Regions from separate parts of the Mus musculus genome. Here region 1 is linked to region 2. The links are chromatin contacts, called in public HiChIP or PLAC-seq maps. All regions are on one chromosome and are shown on one strand. Each heading gives the region's core, a stretch centred on a gene start, on an enhancer-like site or on the middle of the called end of the contact. The rest is flanking DNA. Distances are from core to core; before and after follow the strand shown.

The links. HiChIP or PLAC-seq counts read pairs in DNA pulled down with a chosen protein or histone mark.
Region 1: a contact with region 2 is called in an H3K27ac HiChIP or PLAC-seq map of embryonic stem cells, with 7 read pairs. The contact joins the enhancer-like site here to the promoter of Ankdd1a in region 2. A contact is called at or near these places in 7 of 39 promoter capture datasets (HPC-7-derived erythroid cells, fetal liver, hematopoietic stem and progenitor cells and 4 more), 3 of 15 datasets of contacts at CTCF or cohesin (CD8 T cells, the G1E-ER4 cell line and embryonic stem cells), 12 of 484 Hi-C or Micro-C datasets (CD8 T cells, bone marrow-derived macrophages, centroblasts and 7 more), 12 of 115 datasets of contacts at active chromatin or transcription factors (the HPC-7 cell line, double positive thymocytes, embryonic hindbrain and 6 more) and 3 of 9 other capture datasets (adipose tissue, liver and pancreatic islet).

The regions. Positions count from the first base shown.
Region 1 is chr9:65,605,469-65,612,531 of GRCm38.p6, forward strand. No RefSeq gene overlaps it. Among named protein-coding and RNA genes, the nearest start is that of Rbpms2, 22 kb to the right of the region's middle. Within about 2 kb of position 1,508, at least 45 of the 459 cell types and tissues checked have an H3K27ac peak or open chromatin away from gene starts, as enhancers often do. A contact at or near this core is called in embryonic stem cells, where this site is marked.
Region 2 is chr9:65,514,864-65,521,995 of GRCm38.p6, forward strand. It overlaps Ankdd1a (ankyrin repeat and death domain containing 1A), which reads right to left and starts at 5,356. Exons shown (of 15, transcript NM_001370871.1): 1 at 5,297-5,356; 2 at 2,029-2,132. The coding sequence starts at 5,330.

The DNA of each region.
Region 1 (7,063 bases), core at 258-2,757, 87 kb after region 2:
TCAATCAATCAATAAAGAAGACACTCTGAACATTTCATGGACTATGCGAGTATAATCCCATCTCCTGCCTGGGTGGGGTGGTCAGCTATTTAGGACGCTATGCCTTGTAAGACCCTGGTATATCTTACCCATCCCTACTGGCTACTCCAAGCACGTAGACCACTAGAGGGCACCAAAGAATCAAGTTTTCCCTGGAGCCTGCAAATCCTTTTGTCCCGAAGTCTCCAGCCTGAGTGGGGCACACCCTCACCTCAGGAGCTGGGGGCGGAGTCGGTGTTGAGCTAGAAGGGGTTTTGCTGTTATTCAGAAGCCTCCACTGGGTGTGTGCACAGGAGCTCATGTTTAGGGTTCTTTAACCCCCACCCCTTGTTCTTTTTCTGGGGGGAGGGTGGGACTACTGTTTCTACTTTATGGAGAAAGCGCCCTGGTGTATGAACAGCTAGGTACCTGGTCAAGGCTGCGGTTGGTAACCGGGTCTAACATAAGCCCCAGTTACAGGGTTCACAAAGGCTGATTCCTGTGTTTTAAGCACTGGCTCTCCCTTTTTTTTTTTTTTCAACTGTGACTTCAGAGGTTCAGCTTAAGTCCTCTGAACCCTGTTTTGATCATCTGTTGATCAGCCAGTCAACAGAATCAGAAAGACTGGGCCTGGAGACACAGCCTTAGAGTGCACCGCCTTTAACTTCAGCATTTTGGAAGTAGAGTCAGATAAGTCTCTGGAAGTTCAAGGCCAGCCTTGAACTTATCTCAGTTAAACAAATTAAATTCCCGAAAGGCACCGGGTGGGGGTGGGGGGTGTCAAACTGGGGCTAGCAAGAGGGAAACCCCCCAGATTGGTTCTTATTACCTAAAGACGCTACTTCCTACCTTATATACCTACGCTTCCCTCCTCAAACAGGGGCTAGCTGCGCATGTGCTGCTGTACAGACCAGCCCACCTTTCGCTCCTCAGCCCCTTGGCCTCAGCTCCCTCCCTTTGCCTTTCAGCATCCCTGCAGATGTCTGCCACATCCCCAGGTGGCCCTTCACTTTTTTCCTCACTGGTGTTGGGTTCAGGAAGCAGAGAACCAGCTCACCTGGGGAGATTCAGAGTGAGGCAAGCATCCAGTTACTTACAAGCCGGGGCAGGGAGAACAGACAGGGGCAGGCAGCCCAAGGTCAGGACCAAAGCTCTAGGAACCAGTGTCAGGGAGTCATAGCACTGTCTGCTTTGCCCTCTATACTTTTTCCACCCCTGGGGTTTAAAGATCATGCCATCGGCTGGAACTGTGGGGTTGTGCTCGGTATAAAAAGGCTGTTCTGGCCCTGGAGAAGCCCTGCTCTCTCCTCCACCAGAGCTGCCTCCTCCCACCCCTCATCCTCGGCCCTGGCACAACACTCCATGCCTATTTAAGGCAAATCTCCTGATCTTTTAAATAACATTCGGCTCCTTGTGAAGCAGGCAGGCAAGGCCAGAGCTTAGGAAAAGGGGGTGGAGCACTAACCTCTCAGAGGATGGGGTGGGGCAGAGCAGGATTGGGGAGGTGCAGATGTGAATCTCTCTCTTCCATAGGGTGTCTTGGGAAGATCTGAGTCCATCACTTCCAGCATTTCATTTGGTTCTCAGGATTGGCTCAAATCCTGGAGGGAGGCCCTCCCAGAATGCTACAGTGTGGCCCTAGCTGGGGTCCAGGTGGGAAGAGGTAGGATTCTGGATGCAGGACAGATGTATACATAGCTAGCCCTGGGTGAAGGGACACAACTAGAGTGGCCAGCAGGGAAAGTGGGGGAGTCTGCAGGAGGACTGACCACTAACTGATCCCACTGACAGCCCAGTTTATGAAAGACAACTGCTATTTGATTCTGTAACTCAAGGCTCAGAGAGTCCAAGAGGCCTGCCAAGGACAACACAGCTAGTGAACACAGGGATTAATGTTTCTTCCCTGCCCTGACAGGTTTCTTTTGCTTGGGGTACATGACAGTAGTCCGGATCCCAGGCCAGGCACCATTTAAAGCCCACTGACATTCCGTGTTTGTCTTTCTATCTCCTTGTGTCCCCACCCCCCCTCCCCAGATCACCATTCCTCTTGCCTGTATCTCTGCCCTGGGCTTCCTGGATTCCTTCTTTCCCCTTTTGCTCTTGGTATTTTTTTCCCCAGGCAGCACCCCTTCCCCTATCTCTGCATTCCCAACCCCCTAGTTTCCCTGAATGACTGAGATACCCTTTCCAGTGTTCAAAAGGTGACATCAGGGATCTTTTACAGCTCATGTTGCCTTCTAGGGACTAGGCACTTCACCAGTGTGTGAGCCCCAATGGGCTCAATCCCCTGGGTCCACTGAAGGAGATTCAGCAAGTCTCAATGCCTATGTAGAGGAGGGGTGATAGTCCTTCCTTCCTTCCTCTTTCTTTTCCTTTTTTTCTGAGACAGGGTTTTTCTGTGTATCCCTGGCTGTTCTAGGATGCCCTCTGTAGACCAGGCTAGCCTCAAATTCAAATATCCACCTGCCTCTGACTCCTGAGTGCTGGGATTTTTTTTTTCCCATTTGTTCCGAGACAGGGTTTCTCTGTGTAGTCCTGGTTGTCCTGGAACTCACTCTGTAGACCAGGCTGGCCTCGAACTCAGAAATCCGCCTGCCTCTGCCTCCCGAGTGCTGGGATTAAAGGCATGCGCCACCGCCACTGCCCAGTGCTTTGGTGAGGTCTTTCTAGTCTGACTCTACTATGAAACACTTTACATCCTTGGTCAAACCTATTTCTCTCTTTGGGCCTCTGTCACACTGATGGATTATAAAGGTTTATTTATTTAACTTTACTCTTTGTGAATTTCACATCAGGCACACCAATCCTATTCATCTTCTTGTCCTGTCCCCACATATCTACCTTCTGCCCTTGCAAGCCCCTCCTGAAAAGAAAATTAAAAAAATAAAAATAAAAAAAAATTCAAAATCTCATAGTGGAAGCTGTGGTGTGTCACAGTGTGCCCTTTGGTCCAAACATCTTCTAAATGTTGATTGTAATGGTTCGAGGCATCTGGCTTCTGCTACTGGATCCTCACTGGCACTCCTCTTGGACATCCTGTTGTTACCCTGTGTCATGGCGCTCCCTCAGCTTTGGATCTGCAAGACCAGCCCCTTCACGTGTTCCAGCAGCTCATAGAGGGGGTAGATGTTTGGGTGGGTCAACTCACAGCTCTGGATCTGGGCCTGGATGGTGGCTGATTTGGTCAGCCTGCCAGCACTCCTGCACCCACGTCACCAGGGCGAGCTCTTAAGGTGGCACGACCTAGCAGGAAGAGCCCAGCTTCAGCCAAATCGGAGTGACCAGGGCCAATAGGAACACCAGGAAAAATTCTCTTCTTGGCTGTGCCTCTCTCGAAGAAGTGAAGACATGAGACCAAGAAGCCTTTAGCTATGCAAGCAAGTCAAGCAAGTCCCTCTCACAGTCCACTGAGTCCTAGTTATACTCCCTCCAAGCATCACATGTCCTCTATGGGTCTTGCCTCAGCACGTGAGTCTGACTTAGCAAAACTCCTTGTGAGTCTATCTCAGCTGACATCATTCTGCCAATCAGCCTGAGTCTGAGGAAGTGGCAAGAAGCCGCAGCACACCACCAGAAGTTTTTTGTTGTGTTTCTCTCTATGGAGTCTCGACAAATGAAACTCAACAAGGCATTAAGGCAAACCAATGCATGCATGTCCTTAGTGAAGAATCCTTTATCACACGTCCTTTCATCTGCTTGCTTTAGCAAAACATCCGTTCACTTGTGTCTGCTTCAGCTAAACATTCCTTCATGAGTCTGCCTCAGCCTTTCATCTGTATTCACTTCAGTGGAAAGTTCCTTCACATGTTTGCCCCAGCAAAACACCATCTAACACAACTGACTTTCCAAAGAACCCTTAAGTTTCCACTTCAGGGCTGATGAGATGGCTCAGTGGGTTAGAGCACCCGACTGCTCTTCCAAAGGTCCAGAGTTCAAATCCCAGCAACCACATGGTGGCTCACAACCATCCGTAATGAGATCTGACTCCCTCTTCTGGAGTGTCTGAAGACAGCTACAATGTACTTACATATAATAAATAAATAAATCTTTAAAAAAAAAAGAAGTTTCCACTTCAAAGGTGTTTTATTTTTGACAAGATCTCATATAGCATAGGCTGGCCTCAAACTCTGTATGTAGTGAAGGGCAACCTTGAACTTGTGATTTTTCAGCCTCTACTTCCCCAGTGTGCTATTGATTACAGGCTTGCATCCAGACACCCCAGTTTATAAGGCAGTGGAGACTGAACTTAGTGCTTCCTGCATGCTAGGCAAGCACTCGTCCAACTGAGCTACATAGATCCTGTGCAGTCCTTCTGTCTTTAGCCCAACAGTCCAGCCATAGTCTCACAGAGCCCAGGCTGCCTTCAGAGCCCACAGAGATTTCTGATATTTCTAGCTACCACTCTCTTCCTTTTAACAAGCTGCCCCACACATGGCCCTGTGCTTTAGATCCTTCTAGGTTTCTCAAAGCCTTACCCAGAACAGTTCACCTCGGCATCCGGCATCTAGCCTGCTCTTCTGGGCTCAATTTCCTCCCCTGCCAGGGGGCAGTAACAGGTCTTTGCCTGGGATCCAGAGATGAACCAGCAGCATTTAAGATCTGTGTGTGTGTGTGTGTGTGTGTGTGTGTGTGTGTCTGTCTGTCTGTCTCTGTCTCCCTCCCTCCCTTCCTTCTTTCTTCTCTCCCTCTCTTACTCACTCTCTCTTTTGGTTTTTCAAGACAGGGTTTCTCTGTATAGCTCTGGCTGTACTGGAACTCATTCTGAAGACCAGGCTGACCTTGAACTCAGAAATCCTCCTGCCTCTGCCTCCCAAGTGCATTAAAGGCATGCACCACCACTGCCCAGCTTAAGAGCACTTTCTATTCTTTCAGAGGATTTGAGTTCAGCTCCTGGTACACACAACCCCCTGTAAATCCAGCTCCAAAGGAGCTGACACCTTCTTCTGGCCTTCGAGAGCACCTCATTCCTGGACACATGCGCTCATGCAACTCCCTCTCCCAACATACACACACATACACAAATAAAATCAATCTCAAGCCGGGCGTGGTGGCGCACGCCTTTAATCCCAGCACTCGGGAGGCAGAGGCAGGCAGATTTCTGAGTTCCAGGCCAGTCTGGTCTACAAAGTGAGTTCCAGGCCAGCCAAGGCTATACAGAGAAACCCTGTCTCACCACCACCACCTCTCCAAAAAAAAAATCAATCTCAAACTGAACAAAACGATCCAACCTTCACTTGGAAGGCTTTGGAGACTCTTCCCCGAGGAGCTTGGATATGCTGGGTGCCTTGACCTGTGGCCCTAGCTTCTCCACTAGAAAGTAGACCTGCTCACTCCATGCTAAGTCTTCTTCACTCACCCTGGCTTGGCTTAAGCCCCAGTCTTTCCTAGAGAGGCCAGCCTTCTTCTATAGGAGGGAGGGAGAGAGAGAGAGAGAGAGAGAGAGAGAGAGAGAGAGAGAGAGAGAGAGAGATGTCCACCTCTGTGCCTCCACCTGCAACTCCTCCCATCCCGTGAGCATGCAGAACTGAGGGTTCCTGGGGACCCTACTAACAGGACACTTAATTAGGGATGACAGGGTCTGTGGTGTTTGTGTGAGACCATCTTCGATCCCCAGAATCATCTTCACTGCCAACTGTAAATCGCTCACGTCAGGCCTCAGAGAAGACTCCCAACTGTAAGTTTTGATTCTGTCTTGCCTCGTTTCAATGACTGACCAAATGGACTCTCAGCACAGCCCCACCCTCAGGGCCCAGGGAGGAGAAGCTGGCAGGAAACAGAAGCTATTCCAACTATTAAGAAAGAAGCCAGGAGCTGGAGAGATGGCTCAGCAGTTAAGAGCACTGACTGCCTTTAATATCCCAACACTCGGGAGGCAGAGGCAGGCGGATTTCTGAGTTCGAGGCCAGCCTGGTCTACAAAGTGAGTTCCAGGACAGCCAGGGCTATACAGAGAAATCCTGTCTCGAAAAACAAAACAAAGAGAGAGAGAGAGAGAGAGAGAGAGAGAAGCCAGCACCTCAATGTTCAGCAGAGTCTGAACACTGCTTACAAATGACAAGATGTTGGAGAGTTAGAGCTTCAGTTTCCTCATCAGTAATAAGAGACAGTTTTATCCAAGGACAAGAGAGTCAAATGATGCATACAAACTGGTGCACACAAAATGGTGAGACTAGGTACAGTGCTGCGTGCCTGTGGTGCCAGCTACTGCAGAAGCTTAAGTGGAAGGAGAGCTGAGCCCAGCCTGGGTAACACAGTGAAACTACACATCAAAAAGCAAAACAGGGCCAGGATGTGGTGGCGCACACCTTTAATCCCAGCACTTGGGAGACAGAGGCAGGTGGATTTCTGAGTTAGAGGCCAGCCTGGTCTACAGAGTGAGTTCCAGGACAGCCAGGGCTATACAGAGAAACCCTGTCTTGAAAAACAAAACAAAACAAACAAACAAAGCAAACAAACAAAGCAAACCAGAGGGAGTTGGGGAGTTGGTTCAGCAAGGGAAAGCACATCCTTAGAACACACTGATGTGATATAATCCCAGGATGCCTATGTGAGATGGGAGGCAGAAACAGAACTGTCTCAAAGTTCATGGGCCTAGTAGCCTGAAGCACACAGCACAGCAGCAGAATCAAGAGAGGCCCTCAGAGCCTTGGCCATGGAAAGTGACACTATCCTGACCTCCACCATGTAAATAAACATGGGAATATAAGTCGCCTACGCTTATGGCACACATGTGCCCTCCCACCATGTAAATAAACAAAAAATTTCATCATAAATAAGCAGAAATTAGTAGCCAAAGCTCTTGGGGTGTTTTGCAATGTTACAGATTGATCTCAGGGTATTAGCCCATGTTAGGCAAACACTTTACTACTGCTCTGGACAACTGTTGGGCTGTCAGACTTGGACGTGGTCAGACGATAACATTAAAAACACAAAATCTCCAGCTGGAGAGATGCCTCAGCGGTTAAGAGCACCAACTGCTCTTCCTAAGGTTCAAATCCCAGCAACCACATGGTGGCTCACAACCATCCGTAATGAGATCTGATGCC
Region 2 (7,132 bases), core at 4,106-6,605:
GCTGGCTGGGGACCCAGCCCTTCTTGGGGTCTCTTCTCCCTGATATGGTACAAATCATAAGATACACTGATTAGGCCCATCTGTCCCTGCCTGAGACTCTTCACCGCTTCTCCTCACTGCTCTTGGAGTGGACCTACAACACCCAGTGTGGTCTGGCACTTCCCCCGCTCCCCACCAGTGCTTCTCAGAGGGGCCAGATGGTTTCCAGCTCCAAACCTTTCTTCCCTGGGAAGCCACATGTGATCTAAGACAGCTCTCAAAGTCCCCAAGGGAAACAGAGTGTCTGGCCCTTCCTTCACAGTGAGCTGACAGGGTCTGGCCGGCTGGCTCACTCTCCACCACCCCAGGAGTTCATTCTAGTTTCTGGCCCTCAGTCCATCTGAGCATGCTGGGCCACCAGCCTCCATCTGTGGAATCCACTTCCCTGCTGCTTATGAGAGGCGGCACACAGAAACTCTACTGTTCTATGTAATCTCTGGAGACCTGACCTCTCTCCTTCAGAGCTTCTGCCTCACCATCCCCTCACCTAAAGCACTGTTTCACCTCACTCTGGAAGCTTTCTGGAATATCTCCAGGTGGGACAAAGCCCTTGGGCCACCCCCTGTGCTTATAGGAAAGCTTATCACAGTGGGAATGAGGCCATTGGTTTGCTGTCTTTGCTACCCCACCAGACTCCATGGCTTCTGCTCTGTTTCCAGCACCTAGCACAGGGTAGCCCTCAGTGAATGGATGGATGGATGAATGAATGAGCCAACGTGCATGAGTGAATACATTGAATCAAAGAATGAGGACATCAATAAGTATGTAAGTTGATATAGCTAGTGAAAAGATGAATAATGGATGGATGGATGGATGGATGGATGGACAAACAGACAAAGTGCTGTCATCCTACAAGACCATGCTTACCATACATAAAATAAATGTTTAAAAGAAAATAAAAGGGCTGGAGAGATGGCTCAGCAGTTAAGAGCACTGACTGCTCTTCCAGAGGTCCTGAGTTCGATTCCCAGCAACCACATGGTGGCTCACAATCATTTGTAATGGGATCATATGCCCTCTTCTGGTGTGTCTGAAGACAGCTACAGTGTACTCATATGCATAAAATAAATAAATAAATCTTTAAAAAACCATGCTTCCCTGCAGGTACTTATTTATCCAGGAGCTGAGACCAAAGCTTCAGTCACCAGCCACATGCTGCAGGACCTAAAGTAACCTGCCTCTGCCCTACTGCACCTGCCTCGACCCATACATAGGATCAAGACTTCCTACTCTCCACATCTCTTCAGGGCTGAATGGCAGCCACCAAGCAGCTGGAGCGCTCTGAAAACCAGAACCCTGGACTCATAATTCTTGTTACTATTCCTACATCCCCAAGCTGGCTCTGAAGACTGAAGTCACACCATGGTGTATCACCCCAGACAGTGCAGCCTCTGCTGCTGTCAAGGATCCTGCAGCCAATGCCTGCTAATCATGGCCTAGTATATCACACAAGAAGTTCCTCAGAGCCAGAGTTCTGAGTCAGAGAGGGGCTACCCTGTATGATATCTGGGCCTGCCTTTAATGTCCACTTAGAAGACATGCTCCTTCCTCTATCCTCTTCCCCAGCAAAACCATGGACCCTAGTGCTTCCCTGCCTGACTACCAGACTACCAAAATGGGCCTGTGCCTCCCCAGCTTCTCACACACGGTGGGGACAGCGGGTGTTAAGAGAGCCAAACCCGACTGCTGCTTCACACACACTCCCCGAGTCTGGAGTCCAGTCCCTCATGGTCCCCAGAATCCTGCTGACTACACCTCCCCACCTTTGTCTTTTAGATGTGCCATCCAGCTGAGTCACACGGACTCGTAGCCTGAGCTCTGGAACTGCCAAAGCCTGGCTTGGAATCCTGACCCTCAGACCAGTTCAGGCAATGGACACAGCACGGGCCTTCCCACAAGTCAATGCACACAAACACGTGACCTGTGGCACAGGGACTTGTCCCATAGGGTAGCAGCACTGTAAGGTCGGTCAGTTTGGGTCATACTCACATGGTTTCTAGCCCTGATGTTAACTCTCTTCTCAAACAGCTCCTTCATCCTCTCCACCTGATTCCAGCGGGAGGCCTCATGGAGCTGTCTCTCCAGGGGAAGCACTAAGGAGAAAGAGGGGGTTGGGATGAGAGGAAGGGACCCCCATTCTCTTGGGGATGTGTTTGGGGATGGTTGGGTCATTCCCAACCTTTGACCACCTTTGAGGCAACCCAGGTTGAATGACTGTGTGGATTTAATGTGCCACCCTGAGGGAGACCCGAGGTGGAGTCTCCCATTTTTAGACCTTCTTATTCCTTATTTCTCTACCTCTTCTCTCCTTGCCCTTAATTTTAACCCTTTCACCTCCACATCTGCTTTGCCTGGCTAGCAGGCTCCCTTCTCTGCCTTCTCTCTCCCTTCAGGGCACAGGGAGATGGCTTAGGTAAACGGCGTGCCTTGCAAACGTGAACACCTGAGCGATTGGGCTCAGAGCCCTAGAAGTCGATTTAAAAAGAACAAAGTGGTTGTCAAGATGGACCAGAGAGTAAAAATGCTTGCTGCCAAACCTGGAGCCCCAAGTTTGATACCCCAGACCTACGTGGTAGAAAGGAGAAAATGTTCTTCTGCAAATTGCCCTCTGACATCTACATGAGCACTCTGGTACAAACATACCTACATATATATACACAAAAGAAATAGACAAAAATGTACTGTAAAGGACAAGTCCACTGTTATGAGCATTTATGGCTCCTTCAGAGAATCTGAGTTTAGATCCTGGCAGCCATCTTGGAAGGCTTGTATCTGCCCATCACTCTAACTTCAGGAGATCAACACTTTCTTCTGACCTCTGCAGGCACCCTCGCACATAGTCACACACAGACATGGGCATACACACAAAAAAAAAAAATCTATAAAAAAAAAAAAAAGCGGGGGGAGATGTGAGATGGCTCAGTTGGTAAAGACATTTGCTACCAAGGCTGACAGCCCAAACTCAATCCCCAAGACCCACATAGTGGAAGGAAAGAGCTGACTCCCAAAAGTGTGCTTGACCTCCACAGGCACATCATGAGTACCTGCACACACACACACACACACATACACACACACACACACACACACACACACACACACACACAAATTAATTAATTAATTAAGTAAGTAAGTAAGTAAGTAAGTAAAAGAAAGCTCAAGATGGTTCAATAAAAGTGAAGGTGTTGGCATACAAGCCTGACAACGTGAGTTCGATTCCCAGGGCCTGTGTGAAGAGCCAATTGCAGTGGAGTGTATCTGTAGTTCTGGCATTAGATAGGAGGCAGAAGAACTGCCAGATGCTTGTAGGTCAGCCAGTCTGGAGTATGCTCCACAACTTAGCAGAAACAGCAAGAGAGATGCTATCTCTAAAACAAGGTAGAAGGAGAGCATCAACTCCTGAAAGTTGTCCCCTGCCCTCCACACATGAGCCTGGTCCTTTGTGCATCCAGGGACAGAGAGCCAGCGACTTGGCGGGGAAAGCATGCACTGAAGTGACAGAGTTAGAATGAAACCTTGCCTGTCCCATGCTGCTCGCTCGCCCCACACATCTCCAGCCTCAGCAACGCACACCAGGCTCTCTGACACCTGAGCTTTTATGGGCGCTGGGTCTTCTGCTCAGAGTCACACACCCTCAAGTTCACTGCTCTCCCTTTGGCTGGGAGAATCCTTAAGGATCCTTTGACCCCAGCAGAACTCTGTGACCTCTCTGAAATAACCGGTGCACACTTAGGAGATGAAGGAGGGTCAGGAGTTCAAGGACAGCAAGCTGAAATTCAATGTGGGCTACATGAGACCCTGTCTCTTTAAAAGGTGGGGCTGAGGGGGCCTACAGAGAGATGGTTTAGTGCTTAAGTGCTGCTCCTTACAGAGAACTTGAGTTTGGTTATGAGCACCCACATCTGGTGACTGCCTATAACTATGGTCTAGGAGATCTGATGCCTTTTTTCTGGTTTCTTCCGGTACACATAAGCACACACAAACAAATAACAAAGCAAGGCACATATCTTTAGTCCCAACACTTGGAGGGAGAGGTAGGCAAATCTACAGCCTGGTCTACATAGTGAATTCAAAGACAACCCCAGGAATATACTGTGAGAATCTGTTAATAATAATAATAATAATAATAATAATAATACAAAATTTTAAAGCCACACTTAGGCTTAAGGGAGCCCAGTCCCCATTCCTCATTCATCTGGGAGGATGGTAACAGCTGGCTTCAGCATTTTGAAGTCCAGTGGGCAGGACTATGGGGATTTGAGAAAGCTCTCCCGGGTTCAGTGGGCAGGGCTCAGACTGGGCAGCAGGACTAAGACTTCTCAAAGGAGCTGATGGCTCAGTCCTCTTTCCTCTCCCAGGCAGGGCACCAAAGGTCTCCCAGCTACATGCATGCTTCCCACACATTGAGATGTCCTGGTTCTAAGTACATTCTGAAAGAGGCTCTGAAGTTCCTTATCTCACACAGGGATAGGGCTGACCACAGCACCTCTTTCCTAGGCCCTGGTTCCTTCTTTGATATGGTGTCTACACCCCATTTTATTCTGGGTGAACTGAGATCTTTAAGTGTTTGTTTTGGTGGTGGTGGTGGTGGTGGTGGTGGTGGTGGCTGACAGGGTCTCATGTAGCCCAGGTGGCCTTGGACTCCCTGTGTAGCCAAGGATGGAAGGTGATGTTGAATTCCTGATCCTCCTGCCTCTACTTCCCCAGTGCTAGGATTACAGATGTGTGCCACACGCCTGGTTTTACATGGTGCTTGGGATTGAACCCACGGCCTTGTGCATATTAAACAAACATTCTACCGGCCAAATTGTGTGTGCTCCTATTCCTGATTTCAGCATTTCTACAGTCATGTGACCTCACCCTGTCTCTCAGCCCTCTCATCTGAAAAATGGAGATGTCAGTAGGCCCAACCCATATAGTAGCAAAGACAGAAGACTGGCCTGACCTGCTTTAAGGACTGCCACACAAAGCAAGTTATTATCAAGGATCGTTGTCACTCGAGCTTGCCTTGTTCAGGACACCCTGAGTCCCAGATGTTCAGCCACTGTGCCCTACACCTGTGCGGCATTCTTCTGTTTTTTTTTTTTTTTTTTTTTCGGAAGCCACAGAGAAGACTGAGACAGAGGTGTCCAGGCCAAGGGCCAGCCTCTCTCTGGGTCACCCTCTGTGACCTGGGGTCCTCCCACCAGGCATCCGTTCTTTCTGCGCACCCCCCCCCATCCTCCGCCCCGCCCCCGCCAGCGGCATTGGGACTCACAGCCGTGGGTCTCCCAAGCCAGCTCCTCCTCCATCCTGCAGCTCCCGGCTGGTGCTAGGCGTTTAGTTGCCAGGGCGGGGAGAGCGCAGAGCTGGGAGCGCGCAGAGCGGGGAGTGGGTGGTGGAGGCTTTGCATCTCTCTGTAGCCCCTGCTCATTATCAGCCCATCCGCGAATCCGACCCGGGCACCCACAGCTTACACACACACACACACACACACACACACACACACACACACACACACACGCCTTCAAGCTGCCTAGGTCCCTGCGCGCAATCCCCCTGGGACCTCCCAACCTTGATGCCTCAACAAGCCCTCCCACACTGGACACTTCAGACCCCTACTACCCCACCAAGCCTACGGACATAGGACAAAAGATGTATTCAGGATCAGAAAAATCGGGTTACAACAATAACGAGATATAAATTACGTTACTTAGATTGGCTAAAACCAAACGCAAACAAACAAACAGAAACACGGAGAAAGCTGGAGGATGCCATATGCCAGATGCCAGAGCAGACGGTGCAGTTGTCCCAGCGAGTACACTCCGCTGGTGGCAGCAGCCTAAGGCTGGCATTCTGGAATCCAGACTGGCAGAAAGGAGGGAAAAGACTTTTCAACCCGAAGGAAGTAAAATAAATCAAAGGCAAACAAATCAATGAAATTAACATTGTAAAAATTCCTCCAGTAAAATGAGCCACCCTCTGCGCTGCCTGCTGCTCTAAGAAACTGCTATTCCTTTCCGTGTGGAATGCTCTTCCAACCCTTTCCCCTCAGCAGACTAGATCCCTGTCATTCTTTTTGGAGACTAGCTGAAGCGTCAAATTCCCAGTGTTAACTGTGCCTCCAACATTCTCCACTTCTCCACGTTGACATAGCCTTTAATTGTTAGAGCGTGGTCACAATTTTATAATTCCATGACAGTCAAATCACACTAGGCTTTGGGCCCATTTCCCTGTAATTTAATATTAAAAAGAAACAAAAATTTGGGTGTTTTTTTTTTCTCCTTTGTTTACTGTTGGTGTGTTTTGTCTTCTGAGACCAAATCTAGCTTTTTGTCCACGCTGGTCTCCAACACACCGGCTCACGTGATCTTCCACGTCAGCTTCCCTCCAGAGTCAAGTATCAGTCAAGACTCTGACCATACTGCAAGATGCTGGGATACCCCGGAGCCACCCGTTGCCTCCCGAAGAAGCTCAAAAATTCACACAGGCTCTTGAGCGTGGCAGTATTACATCTGTTGAGTCCTTTTGCTGCCCATCTTCTCTGCTTCTCTGTGTGCTGTTTTGTTCTTCGTTAGATGAACAGAAGCATAAAAGGAGGAGAGAGCGGGACAGGACGGCAGACTGCCCCACGATGGGAGCCCAGTGCAGATGTTTGCAGTTCCCTGAGCTTGTGTGATGTTTGGACACTGCCCAGATGTCTCTGGATTTTAGTCCCACCCTGCCCTTGCTGGAGGGGATGCTCTGACCGGTGGCAAATGACCAGAAGATTTATTTCAGCTCCAAAAGACTTCTCAGTGCTTGGCTTCAAAAGACCCAAGTGCTTGCTTGGCTGTGGAGCCTCCCTCTGGAACAGATAAAAGTCTTTTTATGTAGAGGGATGATTTTTGCCCCGGCATGCTATTTAGACATGATCAAAGCTACAGAGAAGATAGAAGAATAGTGCTGCAGATTAACATTTTTCCACATTTCAGATTTGAAGGCTTTTTAATTAAAAAAAATTTTTTTATGTACCTGAGCATTTTCCTGCATATAGTATTTTTGCCTGTGTGTGCACACACACAGTTTTAGCACTTAGGATGCAGAGTCTAGACTGGGCACCATAGCCCAGGCC